2 separate regions of the Mus musculus genome follow, and region 2 is linked to region 1. A link is a contact called in public HiChIP or PLAC-seq data. All regions are on one chromosome and are shown on one strand. Each heading gives the region's core, a stretch centred on a gene start, on an enhancer-like site or on the middle of the called end of the contact. The rest is flanking DNA. Distances are from core to core; before and after follow the strand shown. Region 1 has its middle 28 kb from the start of Gm34352. Region 2 has its middle 35 kb from the start of Celrr.

What was found. HiChIP or PLAC-seq counts read pairs in DNA pulled down with a chosen protein or histone mark.
Region 2: an H3K4me3 HiChIP or PLAC-seq map of embryonic basal ganglia shows a contact between it and region 1, with 3 times the contacts expected there. The contact joins two enhancer-like sites. A contact is called at or near these places in 1 of 484 Hi-C or Micro-C datasets (nephron progenitors), 5 of 115 datasets of contacts at active chromatin or transcription factors (embryonic basal ganglia, embryonic stem cells, oligodendrocyte precursor cells and 1 more) and 1 of 9 other capture datasets (embryonic stem cells).

What each region holds. Positions count from the first base shown.
Region 1 is chr1:120,643,388-120,646,087 of GRCm38.p6, reverse strand. It overlaps a transcript of 2610027F03Rik not described here. Among named protein-coding and RNA genes, the nearest start is that of Gm34352, 28 kb to the right of the region's middle. Within about 2 kb of position 1,422, at least 24 of the 459 cell types and tissues checked have an H3K27ac peak or open chromatin away from gene starts, as enhancers often do. A contact at or near this core is called in embryonic basal ganglia, where this site is marked.
Region 2 is chr1:121,050,692-121,053,531 of GRCm38.p6, reverse strand. No RefSeq gene overlaps it. Among named protein-coding and RNA genes, the nearest start is that of Celrr, 35 kb to the left of the region's middle. Within about 2 kb of position 1,566, at least 8 of the 459 cell types and tissues checked have an H3K27ac peak or open chromatin away from gene starts, as enhancers often do. A contact at or near this core is called in embryonic basal ganglia, where this site is marked.

The sequences.
Region 1 (2,700 bases), core at 173-2,672:
TCGTGAGCCACAGAGCTTACACACCTGAGCTAGGCTGTAGCAACATCAGTGCCTTAAAGAAGAAAAAAAAAATATTGGGCTAGAGGCCCGTGCAGAAGAACATCAAACAGATGCCCCAGCTATCATCCCCTTTGCTGACTTTGAAAGTACCAAAGGGACTCTTTGGTGACCAGAAAAATGACATTCTGCTGGAGCAAGGTTGAGTCCTAAAAGAGTCACCTGTCAACAGCTGCTTCCGGGAAAAGATTATCATACATAATCCTAACATCCTGAGATAGCTACTTTCTCCCTTATTTTACAGATTAAATATCCCAGGCAGGAGAGTTAAGAATTTGTCCCAAATGTCAGTAAGTGGTAGAACCAGGGTCAGATTCCAAACTTCCCTCTATGCCTGTGGCTCCTTTCTTCCCCAAGTTCCCCCCCTCTGTACTGTTGAGGTAATATTCTTAACTGCCAAGCAGGACAAAGAAGAAGCACCGGGGGAGCCTGAGTCCATACATACTACCCCGAACACCTGCTGGACAGTCTTCTCTAGCTCCACAAAGCAGGAAGGCAAGGCCTTAATGACAGGAAAGGAGCAATGGTCTCTGAGCTCATGTCCCAGTTCCGAGGCTTTCATTTGCAACAACCTCCAAACGAAGTGCACCTGAAGGCTTCTGTTTACAGGATTCTAGTGGAGGCTCAATTGGAGTAGAGAGAAGGGAGAAGGAAGAGGAACAGCGAATGAACGAGAAAAGAGAGAAGACGGAAAAACACAGCCTTGCACAAACAGGAGCAAAAGCGGGGGTTCCAAGTAAGCTTGCCTGTCACATGCTGAGGTTCTCACAAAACCGGGCAACCCAAAACACACCATTGCACCTTTATATATCCACTATGGAATCTGGACTAAACAGACAGATGTATGGGCCCCTTCCCCACTCCTCTGACCCCCACTTTGGAATTGAGCTCCTGACTCTGAAGTTAGGCCTCAATATGAGCTGTTTTTTTAACCTTCTGATACCAGCAGTAGGCCTGGCTCTGTAAGAACTGACATAGATCTTCCAACTCAAACTGTGTCTAAAGTAGATAAGGCTGAGGCTGCCAGAAGGTGTGGCCTAAGGCCTTGGCTGCAGGAAGACTGATGTTGGGTCCAGAAAGTGAATTGAGAAGCCCATTTCCCTCCAGGCCTGCTTAGCTCCATTCCAAAATACATCTGCCAGCCCTGTAGCTAGGCTTCCCCCTGGCTCTGGGTGGTGGGGAAGTTCTAATTTAAAACTGTTGCCTAGTGTCCTCCTAAGCCATGCCCTACTCTAAAAAAGAAGAAGAAAGAAGAAGATGAGAAAAAAACCTCTCGCCCATTCAGGCAACAGCTGGAAGGCTTGGCTGAATGGCGTGCTTCAATGTGGAAGGTCACAGGATACTGATCTAAGCACTGAGGAGGTTTGCTCACCCAACTGTTGACACTCTGTAAACGCGACAGGCGGGGCTGGTGTGGGCATCTGAGGAAGGAAGCCCCCACCCCACCCCCAACCAGAGAAAGAATAGGAAGCAACTTCTATTCAACACTCACAGGGGTGCCCCGGGAGGGCCCCTCCATCCAGGCTAAAGCCACCAGGCCCATTCCCTGCCTCCAAGTTACCTTGTATTATAACAGGATTAAAGTATATTTAGCTCAGCCATTAGCATATTTGAGCCCCCATTTTGGTCTACTTAAGGCTTCCGGTAGCCTTTGATCAGGTCTGCGTTCTGCTGGTCAACAGAAGAACCCCAGCATGCCCTGTTGGGGGGAAGGAGGGGGGAGACAGTCAGACTGTGAAATTCCCGGAATGCTCCAATATTCTATTGTTTTCCTTAAACGGCCCAGTTTACACCCAGAGTTGGGGGGGGGGGTGGCGAGAACCAATAATAATTAGGTCTTCCTAGGAAGAGGAGAGAAAGGATTTGTGCTCTCCTAAGAAAAGGAGGGGAGGGGGAACCCTATAATTTCTACAGTGTCTGCCTTTTTATTGCTTTCATTTGCATATAAATTAAATCCATATTGTAGCTTTAAGGCAAGCGGGGCTTAGAATTCCACACAGCCTGGGGTCCTATTGTCTTACAGCCAGTTCTAGGCGGTGGGAGCAAAATGAAAGGGAAGGGCCAGGCACGGGAAAGAGAAAGTCAGTTCTGTAGCGGTTTTAATTGCTTGTTTGTTTTCTCCACCAATTACAGGCAAATTAATATTTAAACTTTGGGAGGCTGTAAGGAAAATGCTTACAATGTTAAGTTGGATGCGGGGGAGGGGGGACGGGGGGGGGAGGAAAGCTTTGGTCCTAGCTTTCCTGCAGCTGAGATTTCATTGTAGTAAATTTTAAAAAAAAATCATTTCTTCTCTTGCCCGCACACTGAGACTCAATTGCACTTCCGCGATGAGATGGGGTAGAGAGGTGTCAGTTGTCCTAGTAGGCCCTGGCCGATGCCTTACTAGGCTCTCCACTGACCACACACCTGCACCTGCTTAGACCATGCAACGGATGGAATCCAGGCTTTCTGCCCGCTAAGCAGCAGACCACGGCGTGCATGCTCAACTGTCTGCCAATGATATAGGAAGAGTGGTCCTAGTCTAAATACTGGAGAGCTCTGCCCAGGAGCCTTCTGATCCCGATAAAGCTTGTTTCACAAACCCTTACCTTACTGTAGCAAATTCCTCGATATGCAAGTGGTAATGGAGGAAAGATCTGC
Region 2 (2,840 bases), core at 317-2,816, 410 kb before region 1:
ACACAAATAAAGAACAACAACAGCAAAAGTCTTAAGAAAGGGAATGTGGGTGGAGATGATGTAAATATAATGCATGCATGGAATTCTCAAAAAGTTCAAATTAAAAAAAAATCCAGGACAAAAGGCCTTTTTTGGTGATCTAGAAATGTATTTTGTATCATAGGTCCAGTGTTCTCCCTTTATTATTTGTGAGATCCCACCCAAGTGTGCAGATGCTCAAAACCTTGTCCAAAAGGGTATACAGAACCCACGAGTGTCTGCAATTTCACTCATGCCCAGGTTAATTGTAGCAGTGTGAATGCCAGTGGACGTTCACTACACTGTACTGTTCAGGGAGCATTGAAAAGGGTCTGTCCATGTGCAGTAAAAAAAAAATCCATTTAAAACATTTTAAAAATTTTGAAATAATTCTTGAGGCTTTCATGCGGATGTTCGATGAAATATGATCCGCCCCACATTTCCCTCTCCAACTCCCCCATCACACCCCTCCCAATTTCATATCTTCTCTCTCTTTTTGATAACTGAGTCCAGTTAGTGCTGGCCATATGTGTGTGGGTGGGGGCATCCCCTCGAGCATGGGAAGCCTACCAGTGGCCATATCCTCAAAAAAGAATGCATCTCCTTCCCCCCCTTTAAAAAAGGATTTTCACTGCATTTCCTGTGAGTGTGTGTGTGTGTGTGTGTGTGTGTGTGTGTGTGTCCCTTAGGTGTTACAGGAATGTTGTTCACCTTGCTCTTTCAGGCAGCCTCTCATTGGCCCAGACCCCACATACTTGGCAAGGCTAGCCTCCAAGCAGGGTCCAGAGACCTCCCTATCTTCACTTCTCCAGCAATGACATCATAGCCATGTACCCAGCCTTTTACTCAGGGGGTAGAGATTCAAATTCAGGTCCTCATGTGTACACCAAGCATTTTAGGGACAGAGCCACCTCCCCGGGCTCTGTATTCTGTAATTCTTGAGTGTGCGTTAAAGCCACTGTACTATGTGCAAGGACCTATGCCTTCCCATTGTGAGAACACAAAGCTGTGCAGAATTGCTGGGTTGTTACATGATGCGACTCTTATCATAGACCTCCAAACGGACCTCATCGTCTGCCTTTAGCAGGCAAGGAAATCAAGCTTACAAAGGGGTAAGTGACTTAATCTGCACCAGGAAGGACTACATGTAGATGAAAACCCAGGTCTGTCCATCACACTCAATCTCCCACCTGCTTCCCTGGCAAGTTTTGTTTGTGGGATACACCTGGCATGTGCTTGGGCGGGGGTGGGGGGTTGATTTTTCAACTTCCAATAATTGTATTTATTTTTAATGATTTTGCAACTGCTCTCGGCTCCCAACTATGGGCACAGTAAATTCCTGCAAGAACTGTTTGTAGAGCAAGTCACAAATGCTACCCATCCCTTGCCCTCCAGGCTGCAGACAAAAGACCTTTTCATTGTGCTCAAATGGATCCAGTCAGTGAAGCCGCATAAACTCATGGGACCATTTATTTTCCAAAAAAGAGCCAGTCTAAACTTTGGGGTCCACACTTGAAATCCACCCATCTGGTGCAGGACCAGTCATGAAAGACCCTTTGAGCAAAGAAAGTCTTCAGAACTCAGAGTAGGGTCAAGCTGTTTCCTTAAAGTTCCGATCTCTCCAAAAGTATATGAAATGAGGGGGGACGTGGGGTGTGGGGTATCATAAAATGGTGTCTTAAGAGTATTTTTGTTTTTAATGGTAAGAGGACAATTCTGGAGCATCCCGACCACTGGAAAGGCAGGAACCTTTTGTTGGAAGCTCGGAGAAGCTACTCTGGTTGCCATGCAGACTGAATCTGTAGGAAGGCTTTTGCAGAGTTTCTTGAAGCCCCAGCCCCTTGCAGCTAGCAACCAGCATGAGCAAAGCTGGGGCTGCTCATTAGAGTCATCAGTTAACCCCCTGCCCCTGCTGCTTGCCTCCTTATTGTAATTAATTTTATGGACCCTTTAAAAAGAAAGAGACAGAAAAGAAAAGAGAGACCTCGACATTTTATGCTACATTGCACAAGCAATTGAAAGTTGCAGGGAAAGAAGAAGAAAAAAAAGACCCAACCACCAAATGTTTAGCAGCCTTTTCTTCTATTTCAAATGAGCAACCTATTTAAATCAATTATCAGCTCAAAATGAGCAAGCTGATCTAATTAGTCTTGGCCCCTGGGGGGTTAATGAATGAAAGGGGGTGCAGGGGTGTGGGTGGATGTGTGCTCTCTCTGGAGTCTTTGGAAATGACCACACTCACACACACATCCTCTTCTAAGTGGCTAAGTCTTGGTGAATTACAGGATTGGGCAGGCAGGCAGGCAGGCGGGCGGGGGGGGGGGTGCGGGGGGGATGGTTTGGGGGAGAGGAGGGGGAACGGCAAGGGGACTTAGCTGTTTCCTCTGCTCCCTGGGCAAAGTGACTATGCTCTGCACAGGGGATTTTTTTTCAGACTGTGTTTTTCCACACAGCGGTCATTAGCATGTGATAAGTAGCTCAGAATTGCGAATAAATCAATGTGTGTTTTCTTTAAGCATGTTTGAGAGGGAGCAACGTATTGACTTCAGAAGAAAAAATGCTGTTGAATGATGATGGCCCTGGGCCTGAGTCTCTCTGCAGAGAGAGCCTCCTCTCTATTCTGCTCTAGTCAGGCCGTGCCCGCCCTTGACTCAGGATGGCCCCTGGACATTAATATATAGTTAATCAAGGGGCTAACGCAAGGAGGCAGTGGAACAGACGAGGAACAATAAGTTTGGGTGGTGTTTGACTGAAGCTCTCAAGTTTCCCCAGATTTTTTTTTTAAATATATCTTTTCAAGCGTTCCTCTGTGCAAGGGAGGA